2 separate regions of the Hordeum vulgare genome follow, and region 2 is linked to region 1. A link is a contact called in public Hi-C data. All regions are on one chromosome and are shown on one strand. Each heading gives the region's core, a stretch centred on a gene start, on an enhancer-like site or on the middle of the called end of the contact. The rest is flanking DNA. Distances are from core to core; before and after follow the strand shown.

Region 1 (6,361 bases), core at 2,852-5,351:
ATCAAAGGTTTCGATAAATCTTAGCGTGTTATAGTTTCGTTTTAGAATGTTCGAGAGTGTACAAATGTTACCAACTCATTTCTTTCACAGAAAGTTCAGGAATGTTACATGATGGGCCGTCCTAGGTTGCAAGATTTAGCACACCCATCAAGCATGGCCCAGGCCTACATCATTTTCTTAGCACCCATCAAGCATGGCCCAGGCCTTTATCATTTTTTAGCACCCATCAAATATATAACATTAGAGATTCTCTTAATAAGACCTACACCTTTATATTGTACCAACGACAGGCCCAAGGCGTTTCACAAAGAGGAAAGTATCGTTCTCCACCTGAAATCCTCTCTCATGGACCAATTTCCTCCTCAACTCTAATGACGAATCAATCAACCCCTAAAATCTTCAAAAACGGATCAATTCCCCATGGGCTGGTTTTGGACTTGATTTTGAGTGGTTTTGACACAATCGATGGTGCTGATGCAGCTCATCTCCCACGGAGGCCAAGCGGAAAGTCGGTCCGGGCGTTGCGCACATAGAGCGGTTCCCGCATGGGCGGTCGATCCTGAGCAACAGCACGACGACAAATGGCTTATCGTGGAGCATCGACGTTGGCTTAGACATCAAGCGGGAGTACTTTAGCGGCAGCCTGGTGGAGACCAAGAAGACGACGAGCGGGGAGCGTGCTGGCCACGGAGGCAAGCTAGGCGCTTCACCTAGGCGCACTGAAGCGGTCATCTATCTAGATAAAAACCACCCAAAATAAAGTTCAAAACAACCTTAGGGGGAATTGATCAGGATTTAAAGATTTAAGGGGCTGATTGATCCGGCGTTAGAGTTGAAGGGGAATTCGTCCATAGAGAGGATTTTTCGGGGAAAATGATACATTCCTCTTTCACAAAAGTAAGGAGAGGACTAGTGCAGCCCACGTCGAGAGCAGGCATCGTGTGTGCTTGTAGTTCATTATTTGGGCCCAGCTATCAGCCGCAAACCAGGGCACGGCTGCGACGCGGGGGGAATCTCCTATTTGCCACTCGCTGCAGCGAGTTGTCGGGCAAACACACAAGGGAGTGAGGCAAGGGAATTTAATAGGCTCCCCCATTAGAGCCTTTCACTGATCCTAGTTTTGGGAACCTTCTAGATGTTCCTAGCCATTTTTTCTGTTTTTAGAAACTTCTAGAAGGTTCCCTGAACCGGTTTTTCATTTTTTTCATTTTCTTTTCCTTTATTCTTTTCTGTTTCTTTTTTCTTTTGTGTTTCTGCTTCAAAAAAATGTTCTGTATTTTCAAAAAATATCTTCAAATATAAGAAATGTTTTTCTTTTTTTTAGAAAAGGTTGTAAATTTCAAATAGTTGCTGTTTTTCAAACACATTCATAATTTAAAAAAGATCGGGATTTTAAAAAAAAATCACGCTTCCAAGTTCTGTTTAGCATTTTTCAAAATTGTTGTTGGTTTCTAAATTTGTTCTCAAGATTCAAAAAATGTTTACGATTTCAAATTTATTCATGGTTTTTCAAAATAGTTCTTCGTTTCAATTATTTTCTCTAGCTAAATTTTTTATGTGCTTTCAAAAATTGTTCGTGCTTCCAAATTTTTTCAGGATTTTTTAAAATTGTTCTCGGTTTTAAAATTTGTTCTGAAGATTCAAAAAAGTTTGTTCTTTAAAAAAATCGCGCTTCCAAATGTTTTCGGCATTTTTCAAAAAATGATTCTCCAATTCAAAATTTTGTTTTCAAGATTCAAAAAATGTCCGTGCTTTAAAAATTGTTTGCGCTCGCAAGTTTGTTTAGGATTTTTCATTTTTTTTTCAAAATTGTTCTTGGTTTCAAAATTTGTTCTCAAGATTCAAAAAATCTTCGTGCTTTTAAAATTTGTTCGCGCTTTCATATTTATTCGGGTTTTTCAAAATTGTTCTCCATTTCAAAAGTTTCTTCTCAAGATTCAAAAAACGTTCATGCTTCCAAATTTGTTCACGATTGTTCAAAATTGTTCTTTGTTTCAAAATTTGTTCTCAAGTTTCAAAAAATGTTGGTGCTTTAAAATTTTGTTCACGCTTTCAATTTTTTTCTCTGCTTTAAAAATGTTCAAAATTATTCGTGCTTCCAAATTTTTTCCAGCTTTTTAGAAATTGTTCTTCATTTCAAAATTTTGTTGTCAAGATTCAAAAAATACTTGTGTTTTAAAAAACTGTTCTCGTTTCCAAATTTGTTCAGGATTTTGCAAAATTGTTCTCGGTTTCAAAATTTGTTCTCAAGATTAAAACCTGTTCGAGCTTTAGAAATTTGTTGTCGCCTTCAAATTTGTTGTCATTTTAAAAAAATGTTCAAAATTGTCCGCGCTTACAAATCTGTGCAACATTTTTCAAAATTGTTCCCCGTTTCATTTTCTTTTCTCAAGATTCAGAAAATGTCCGTATTTAAAAATTGTTCGCGCTTACAAATTTGTTCAGTATTTTAAAAAAAAATCGATTTCAAAATTTGTTCTCAAGATTTAAAAATGATTGCGCTTTAAAAAATTATTCGCGCCTTCAAATCTATTCAGGGATTTTCAAAATTCTGTTCTCAAGATTCAAAAAATGTTCGTGATTTAAAAAATTGATCGCGCTTCCAAATTCATTCAGGATTTTTTATAATTGTTCTCAAGATTCAAAAAATATCCATACTTTTAAAAATTGTTCGCGCTTTTAAATTTGTTCGGTGTTTATCAAAATTGTTCTCAGTTTAAAATTTCTGTTCTCAAGATTGGAAAAAATGTTTGTGCTTTAAATATTTTTCGTGCTTCCGAATTTTTTCACAATTTTCCAAAATTATTCTGGGTTTTAAAATTTATTCTCAAGATTCAAAAAATATTCGTGCTTTAAACATTTGTTTGAGTTTTCCTATTTGTTCTCCATTTTGAAAATATTTATGTTTTAAAAAATGATGGAAAATTCAACATTTGTTAATTTTCATAAAAAATGCAAAAAAGGGAAAAAAGGAAAAAAAAGGAACAAAAAATAAAAAAAGAAAGAAAATAAGCAGAAAAGGGAAAAAAGAAACAGAAAAAAAAGTTAAAAAAAGAACTGGGCTTGCCCAGTCAGGGGGCCTCTACCAGAGATCGGTACATCATCGGCGGCGTCATGTGAGGCGGTCCACGGCGACGGCTTTGGTACGACCGAACTTGCCCCTCAGTTAATAATCCTAGTATGTGTCACGATCATCGAACTATTCCCATTCTTATCTGATCAATCCGATCACCAGTGCCTTCCTCAGTCCTCACTCCTGACTTCGATTTTCCTCTTTGAGGATCTCACTTCGAATTCTCGACCTCTCCACGTCTATTTACAGATGAATTCACCGGCATTTAAACCCCCGAAACAATCTTTCGCAGAAATTCCACACCCCACTCTGAATTAATGTCCCTGCATCAGAAAAGATTCAGAACTTGGCGAGCAGTTACCTGACCGTCCCAAATGAAACGGCAGCCTGCATGATCCTGCGCACAGAGCACCTGCCTTGCAGGCCGTTCTGTCTCCTTGCGCGCGACCCTATTCTCAACACGGCATGCTGTACTCCAAGCCTGGGCCGCGAGGGACGAGCGAGAGAAAGGGAAATAATTCAGGTCCGGCGTGCGGCACCTTTACTGTCTTTGTTCTTGCACCGGTTTGGTTTCGACCGGCCGCAGTCAAAAGCGATCTTGGACCAATGCACATGAGGCATCCAGCTCCAGGCAGAATTGAACTAGGTTGTTCCACCTTCCATGGTAGTTGCACCTTGCACGCGGCCATTTACTCCACACCCCGTAGGCGGCAAGTTCATGCTTTCTCACCCCTTGCATAGTGCTTTGGGCATCAGGCGACTGTGGTTGCTCGTAGCTTCAGTTTCAGGCATCTGTGATTTTACCACTTTGTTAGTTCAGGGTCTGCGTAGTCAAAGAGGACCATATGAACTTATTAGGGTCAAAGCAAGCTCGCTTTGAATGCATCTCGCCCGCCCTTCCCTTCGGGCAACTGTTTTTTTTTTAGAACTTTGGGCAAAAGTTTCTGGCATCCCACCCGCTGTCCCTTTCAGAAAACGATTGTGGCTGGGACATGAGCCTCAGGATCAGCTGTGACATGTCCACATGAAAAACCCTTTGCTATTGGGCTTATTAGGGATCTAAATGTCGAAAGTTTGGACCAAGCAAATACTGCAGAAGGCCTGTGACACCGTTTGCTTGAAAAGGTGCCTGTCTTAAGTACTGCCTGTGACTGTCTATTTGATTGTAAAGTAGCCGTATCTATGTCGTAAAGTTGGCTAGTGGGTTAGTGGATGGGTTAGACGAATATTAATGCACACTCTTACGGTCTTAACCCTGCAAAGATATATTCCGGTGACATGATCTTATTTTCTGTAGTAACTAGATATTTTCTAACAGGGCTAGGAAAATTATGATTTATACGATCGACTAGAATTGTTTTGCCTTCTTCCAAACTTTCTGAAAATGCACTATCGGGTCTGTACTTCGATTCAGTCAGGGAAATTATATCCAAAAGGAAGTGCTCGAGCTTAGCTATCAGGGAAATTTTAGGACGAAAGGGACTTCCCTCTACTGATTATTTTGCTTGTTGATATCCATATATATATGTTAGTTCAAACCACATTTTCACGAGATATCTTGCACTAGCAATGCAACTAGCACTTCTGCATCCTTATCCATATATATATGTTAGTTCAAACCACTTTTCATGACCTTTTTTTAATATATTAATCTTTAATGTTTCTTAATAGAAAGTGTTAACCCAATTATATCCTACATTGTAGACTTCTACTGACCAAGTGGATACCTCCTTTACATTGATCGTGAATTCGTGATAATGATTATGAAAGCTTGCAAACTCGAAGTATCTCCGTGCAGATATTTTTGTGCAATACCTCATAATCTCCTCCTGGCATCTGTATCCTCCATGAGAAACTTATCCTGAGCATAATATGTGTGCTATTATACTATATGTAGTCCGGATTGTTTCGAGTTTCCTCAGCCATGAAGTGACCCAGACCGGATCATTCTATTCCACTTGACTTAACAATTTGAATGTAGGGATCATTATAATACACTACGTGGTGCTTCCCATTTATTTAGCAAAAAGAACCACACTTTAGGTGCAGAGTTCGGTATCTATTAGTTGACCAAAACCTGTCTTTGATACCATCCATGTCTTTTTGGTTGCGATTTTATGATTATACAAGGCACCCTAATCGCAAGATGCCTTCTAATAATATCCATAGATGGTGAGCACCACATCCTTCCAGGATGTTGTTAGTGCTAATGGTCTCCATCTTTTCCTCTTCTCCCACTAAGCACACAAAGGTTGATATATAATTGTCACCATCAGCTTGATCCAGAGCATCTTGAGACTGATCTTGCTTTGTTGGACTCTACCTTGGTCCATTGAGTTAATAATAATAGTCATCAAAAGTCCAAAACCCTTTCTGCAAAATCTTATTCCCACAAGAGAGCATCAGCAACGGGTAAAGTAAGATTTAAAGTACAGGAGTGATCGGTTTCTCTACTATGACCGAGGACCGAGAAGATTAACTAATTGTTAAAAGTAGACGGGGATAAGGGAATCTCTGTAAGTTGCCAATTATAAAATAAACCACTTCGTTGATGAGCTCGCATTGTCCGCCTTAGGCCATTCATAGAATCATAGCACATAAAGAGTAATATGTTACGTGAGCAATTGATTAGTGGTAGGAGGATGGACAAGTGAAAGATAAACTAAAGCCTATAGTCAAGGGAGTTCAATGTATGTAGATCCTGCACATTGCCTGTGGCGTGCTGGAGGGGAGGATATATGTTCTACCGCTGGACATTTTCCAATGCTTTTTTGCTCTTTTGCTGGGACCATGCTCATGAGCAATTTTTTAGGATGTGGCTGTAGATGCTCTCACATTGTATTATCTTGGACAGGGATCCAGTGACTCGCCCGTGGCTAGTCATGTCATAACTGACAAGAAGCCAGCCGTTAGATGAAGGATGGACATACCAGATCAAATCCTGTAGTGAAAGTATTGTAGGTGGCACTGTGTGCGGATCACTGTATCGAAATACTGTGGACGGCCGAACACTGTATCTCAGACACTGTCCACGCAGATCTGTCCATAAATTTTTGATCGGACCGTGTGAAGAAGGGGGCAAGTCACCGTACTGTTCACATGTCCATTTTATCCAAAATTTCTGCTTATTCCCGTCGACTTTCAGATGATGGGTGCCTTTTACTGTGTAGCCAGATAAATGTGATTGTTCTAGGGGGGCCAAGGCGACAATTTGATACAATATTATTGTGTCTCGTCGGTGCTAAACTATCAGATTTGAAATGCACCACCTCCTAACTTTGTGTTTAT
Region 2 (6,361 bases), core at 2,302-4,801, 720 kb after region 1:
ACGACTTACAATCCAGCTCACAACAGCCAGCTGCTTCCAAAACCCCCTTGTTCGCTCACTGACCAATTCACCCTGATTACGGCGTAGCAAAACATGCATTGGTGTAGCGTTTCCTACAATATCTGTTTGTACTTCAACTGTTTCTCCAGAAAGAAAACAGAACATTGAGCAAGAAATCTTTAACAACTATTATGTAAAATGCAAACAGTCCCTTTACAGCATAAATGAAGGGAAAAGGGGCCAATTACAGGCAGAATAAGATTATAACGCGTCGGCACCATTAGGAGCCAGTGCAAATTAGGAGACTCGGTTTCCATTCCTATGCATGGTGGTAGCTACGCAGTACGCATGCATGGTGGCAGCTATACACCCTTTGGCATAAGTGACTTCTTTATATATATGACCTGTCGAGTTTCTTATGGCATTGGCACAAGTGCATTTTTGTTGTATAGAAATGACCTTTTCTCACTTCTCTTTGTCTTTTTTATTACCTTTTTGACACAAGTGCATTTTCCCGGTAACCGAGTTGACTTCCCCTGGCATCACACTCCTCTTCAATGCTGGTTCTTACGAAAAGAAAGCAAGAAGCATGGGTTGGGTAGAAAGAGCCTTTTCTCACTTCGCTCAGTCTTTTAGCTTGCCTTTTTGGCATAATTGCTTGTTTGCTTACCTGACTGGTCCAAAGTCACGATATATTCATTATAGAATTATTTTTCATCGTCCAAAATAATTTACCAAAATAAATAGAGATAAAAATTGAGGCCGTGTGTAGCTACCACCATGGATGGCAATTTATTTCCGAATCGCATAATTGTTGCAGAATTTGACCAATGGCCAGGATGTGGACACATGGGGCATATCTAGTAGAGCCAAAGGGTGCGCAGAACACCTGAGCAACCCCATACGACAGATTTATTTTCAGGGATAAATTATGTATAGGTATATGGGCATATGGCCCCAATATGTTATAATATTAAGGACCTAAATAATTTTGATGCTTCCTATTCAACATTATAAGTTATGGAATTTGCCTCTAAATTTGGTATTGCTCTGACCGGTACAGAGGGCAAGTGTTTACAAATATTTTCTGCATTTTTTTTTAATCTTGTGAAAACAAAGTTACAAAATAAGTACCGACATTCGACAATCAACTCTTGCATGAGCAAGAGGTTTACAAATTTTCAATAAATTATGTATCTGGACAGGACAACTTCTGACTGTAGCTGCACACACCCATTCAAAATTTTCTAGTACAAGACAACTGAACCTGCAGAACAATAATTCAAGACAACTTGAAAAAGTGTTTGATTTGATGCAAATAATGTACTCCCTCCGTCCCAAAATATGTGACTCAAAATAACTCAGTTTTGTACTAACTTTAGTATAAAGTAGAGTCACTTTTGAGTCACTTATTTTGGGACGGAGGGAGTACCAAATATCAGCCTTCCAATGCTAATTTAATTTTAACATTACTTGAAGCTCAGAAAGATCACAGGCAAGAACCAGTACGAACAGCTTGAATAACTGCGTAGTAGCACGAGAATGCTGGGGTCGGGGTGGGGGTGGTGCTAAAATAACACGGGTCTAAAGAATATAATTGCACTTCTAAATTAACAGTGCATATGGATAACAGTCACGAATCATGACCGACTCTCTCTTTACTATGTCATATTTCTTCATTATATGTCCTGTATATAACTAAATTATATAATGTCACTTAGGAAGCCCGCATCAAGTACTTACTAAATCAATCAAGGAAACAAAAAAGATAGGGTAATAACGCACATTTCTGCTGTATATCTCGGTGAATTCCAGTCTCCCAATGCTTCCATCTTCTTATCTAGAAAATTTTAAATGGAGTAAGTTTGTCGTCCACAAACATGGTCATACCAAATTTTATATTTGAAGATGTACCTTCGCTCCACCAAGAAATATTGTTGTAGCGCAGAAAACCACATGGACCAATCCAAGTACAAATATGAATATGTGCAGCTGATGCAATGCCTCCAGTGATAGAAACGGGACATCACCCTGAAACAGAGCAAGCCTATCTTTATAATGATCATTCTAGGATGCATTTCTGCATAACACGCTTCAACTGCTTCCTTTTTAAGGAATGTCACTTTATATTGCTTCCTGTGACAGATAAATAACAGAAGGCGTTTCTACCCAATATAGAAGGACTGTATCTCATAAAATAAGTGGCCAACAATAAGACATCCAGTTCGAAGATACAATCAGGTTTCAGTTCCAGGAAAATGATGGCTCAACATCTTTGCGAATATGGTACTTCCTAACCTTTTTGTTGCAAACTATGGCACCTTCTTCTACAACTTTGTGATTCTCTCTCTTGCATGGAAGCATGAAATGTGTAGCGGTTTCCGGAATGCAAATGTGAACAATAAAACCCTGTGAGAGACTCAGGATGAAGGAAATGAATCCAAGAAGCATTAACTCTGCATAGGTAGCCATTGAACTAGATAAGACACAGAAGAACAACAAGAAGAAGAAATCAATATCATATAGTAAGATTGTTTGAAAAAAAATATCATATAGTAAGTGAGCAAAACATATCATATAGTAAGTGAGCAAAATATTTGCCAGAACTTTAAGCATGTAGTTAGCTTAAAGTTACTAATAATGAATGAAGCTGAATGGTCCGACTCATAGGGCATGCTGATATGCCAATTGACAAGTTCACACAACAATATTCCTGAACGTTACCTTCTTTTAGTCTCTGTAGAGCTGAATACAATGTTTTCTGCTGCTTATGTTTTAATGCCTGCACGGTTGTATAAGAAAGCATAAGTTGGGGAAATCCATGGCATCTCTTCGCATTGTTGACTACTGACTTCAAAAATAAGTCAAGGACACAAATTTGTTGTTGAGTATTAAATCCTGTGTCAAGACCTTAACAATGGATTGCATGCTTTTTGGAATGTGCAAGATGGAAGTTTATCACTGTTATGGTTTCAATCAAATAATATAAGATGGTAGCACCCTTATAGAAGTCCTAAATAGTACTGTACAAAATAAACAGAGCAATCAAGTAAAAAAAATGAGCTAATAAGGGGGGGAAATGTCTAGGGAGGGTCGGAGGGGGGAGGCGTGCCTTGCCGAGGTAGTGGAGGAAGCGCTCGGCGGCGAGGGAAACGGAGACGATGACGAAGCAGACGGCGGCCACGACCCAGGTGGGCGTGTGCTCGAGGGACGCGTCGTCCATGCCTCCGCCTCGATCTTCTTCTTCTGCTGCGGCGGCGGCGGCGGCGGCTTGGCAAGCATGGCTGGGTTCGGGTAAGGTGGCGTGCGGTTAAAGGGGGTTGGGTGGGGGCAAGGCGAGCGGCGGCGGGAGCGGCAAGGAAGGAATCGGCCTGTCGCCGCGCTGCCTTGCCGACCGCGGCCACCGGCTGGATTCCATCCCCGCGCTCGTGCGCTCTAGCTAGTGGCTAGTGCTTGCTCCTCCTGGCTAGCAACAGCAAGCTGTGCGCGCGTGGGGAAGGGGACGGACAGGGAAATGGGGGATGCTTCGCTTCGGCCGCCGGTCTTCTCGTCCACTGAGGCCTTGTTCGGTTTCTCCAAAATTAAACGGATTTGAAGAGGGTTGGGAGGGATTAAATCCTTAGGCTTTGTTTGGTACCAGTGTATTTTAGGGAATTTATGGTGATTATTCCGGTCAAACCCCTCAATCCCCACACATCCCATAACACCATTTGGTTCTAGTGTATTTGACATATTTCATCCTCACATTTCCCCTCAAATCCCCAAATTATAGTGCATTTTTCTCAATACCCAATACACTACCCCTACCTAGTGTATCGGGGATAAATGGAGATTTGAAGGGATTGGGTGAAGGTTGGGGTTTCACCCAATCCCTATGGGGATTATCCCCACCAATCTCCTCCAAAACACTAGTACCAAACAAGGCCTTACAAGTTAAATTTCACCTCAATCCTTTTCAATTCTCTTCAATCCCTTTCTCGATGTGATTAACCGAACAAGCCCTGAGAGGAGCTGCCAACCGACGGACGATCCCGCTAATTCCGTCCTACTCAGAAAATTGTTTGTTCTCCAAAAAACTTAGAACTCCAAAAACTGTTCACGCTTTATAAAAATTCGGAATGTTAAAATTTTGGAATTTGTGAAAAATGTTCGTGTTTTCAAATTTTCATCCGAGTTTACGAAAATGTTTCTGCTGTGAAAAATTGTTCTCGGATGCAAAAAAAATGTTTGACTTTCAAATTTTGTGCAAAGTTTCGAAGAATACGTATGTGTTTTCAGAAAATGTTTGTGTTCTTGATTTGTTTGAAGTTTTCAAAAAACATTCCCGTCTTTCAAAATTTGTTCACAGATTTAAAAATATTCGTGTTTTCAAGAAATGCTTGATCCCATAAAAGGTCCACGTTTTAAATATTTTGTTCCCAAATTTGAAAAAAAATTGCATTTAAAAAAAATAAGTTTTAAAAGATACCGAGTTTGAAAATATAAATATAATAATTAAATCTGTTGTTGCTTATAGCTCTTATACCCACCGATTTGAGCAGCAAAGCTCATCAACTACAGTGGCTAGCAATGAACTTTCACCACCCGGAGGTCCCTGGTATGATTCCTCACACGCGCATGTTTTTTTTAAAAAATTTGCAGTGTTTGCATGCCGCGGGACTGGCCCGGTCAGGAAGGGGTGCTCCTATACGGCGCTGCAGGCGCCCATTCCCGCTCCTGGCGCCTGCAGCGCCCCATGCTGCTGGGCCAGCCCAATAACAGTTGACTTTAACAAAAAAGAAGTAAATAATTAAATAATTATTAAAGAAAATTGGTATTTTAAAAAAGTTCATAGATTTTCAAATACTTCATACAAATTTTATAAAGTCAGCCGAATTCAAAAGGTTTCACTGATTTTAAAAAATCAGTCATCGAATTTGAAAATTGTTCATAAATTTTTTAAAGTTCATCAAATTTTTAAAACGTTCACCGATTTTGAAAAAGAGTTCATAAAATTATATCAAAGTTCAGTATTCTTGAAAAAAAATAACAGGTTATGAATTTTATGCACTGATTTTGAAAAAGGTTCATCAAATTTGATAAAAGTTCATCATTTTTAGATAAAGTTCATCGAAATTGAAAAGAATTCACAGATTTTGAAAAAAAAATCATCAATTTTTAAAAAACATCATTGAATTTTATTAGAAAAAGTTCATCAAACTTGTAAAAATTCATCTATTTTGAAAAAAGTTCATCATAATTTATAAAAAAATTAGTTCATCATAATTAAAAAAAAGTTCACCAAATTTTACAAAAAGTTCGTGCAATTGAAAACAAAGACTAATAAAATTAGATACGAAAAAAGAAAAAGTGGAAAGTGAAAAAAGAAAAAGACGCGAGAGGAAAGAGGAAAAAGGGGAAGAAGCATTACGAGAGCAGCTAACGCGGGACGGTGGATTGGTTAGTGCATCACAGTATTGACCGATAGGTTGTCGGGAATTCCAACAACGCGGTATTTCTTGTTGTCTTACAACAGAAGATTTTTGTCTTACAACAGAAGATGGGCCGAGCCCAGCTAAAGCGCTGCAGGCGCTGGTTAGAGAATTTGAACCGGCGCCTATGGCGCTAAATAGGACTCGCCGTCAGGAAGCCCCCTATGCGATTTTTTGAAGACCGGGCTCCGTGAAGCCTTTTTTTCAAAATCTTCGAAAATAATATTTCTAAGAATCTTGTGGAAACTTATACATATTTATGATGGTTCTGGAAATTTTCGCTCAAAAATATTATGATTTGCATGCTATGGCAAAAAGAAAAATCTAGGCCCAACAACAAAAACAATTCAGTACATTTTCATTTACATATTTGTCTTTTTTATGTACAACCCGTGTGAAACTAAACTTTTCTGAAACCATTTTCAGACGTGTTAAACATGTATTTGTATATGTATGAATTATTTCAATTTATTTTGCGCTATATAAATATGTTTTTTTATTAAAACGAGGTCACTAGAGCCCGGCCTTCATTGGTCATTTGCACACAATGCTCAGTCATATAGGACGTCCCCATTCCTTCTGGTGGCAGTACAAAAAATGTTTGAGTGCATCCGCTGGATTGGGAGGGGTGGTGCCACGTAGCGGCGGCCCCATGGCAGAGTCATGATCATGCCGAAGTGGGGTGCAAAATCGAGCAGGAGCTCCTACCTGCCGCAATCTGCGGCAGTGAGTTGCCCGCACGCACAACGGGGCGCCTGAATGGGCCGGCCCAGCTTTTTTGTCTCAAAAAAAAATCTCAGAATGTCCTCTTTTTACTTTTTTTGTTTCTTTTTCCCTTTCTGCTCATTTCCTTTTTTTTAGTTTTTTGGTTTGTTTTTTCTTAACTTTTC

What was found. A called contact is a pair of places that touch in the nucleus more often than the background predicts.
Region 2: a Hi-C map of leaf shows a contact between it and region 1, with 5 times the contacts expected there. The contact joins the promoter of LOC123411518 here to the enhancer-like site in region 1. A contact is called at or near these places in 3 of 6 Hi-C or Micro-C datasets (leaf and seedling).

Annotation. Positions count from the first base shown.
Region 1 is chr7H:533,132,605-533,138,965 of MorexV3_pseudomolecules_assembly, forward strand. No RefSeq gene overlaps it. Among protein-coding and RNA genes, the nearest start is that of LOC123410627, 190 kb to the left of the region's middle. Within about 2 kb of position 4,102, at least 1 of the 3 cell types and tissues checked has open chromatin away from gene starts, as enhancers often do. A contact at or near this core is called in leaf, where this site is marked.
Region 2 is chr7H:533,856,577-533,862,937 of MorexV3_pseudomolecules_assembly, forward strand. LOC123411518 (MLO-like protein 13) reads right to left here and starts at 3,552. Exons shown (of 14, transcript XM_045104482.1): 1 at 3,113-3,552; 2 at 2,725-2,782; 3 at 2,299-2,456; 4 at 1,915-2,031; 5 at 1,786-1,840; 6 at 10-137. The coding sequence starts at 3,223.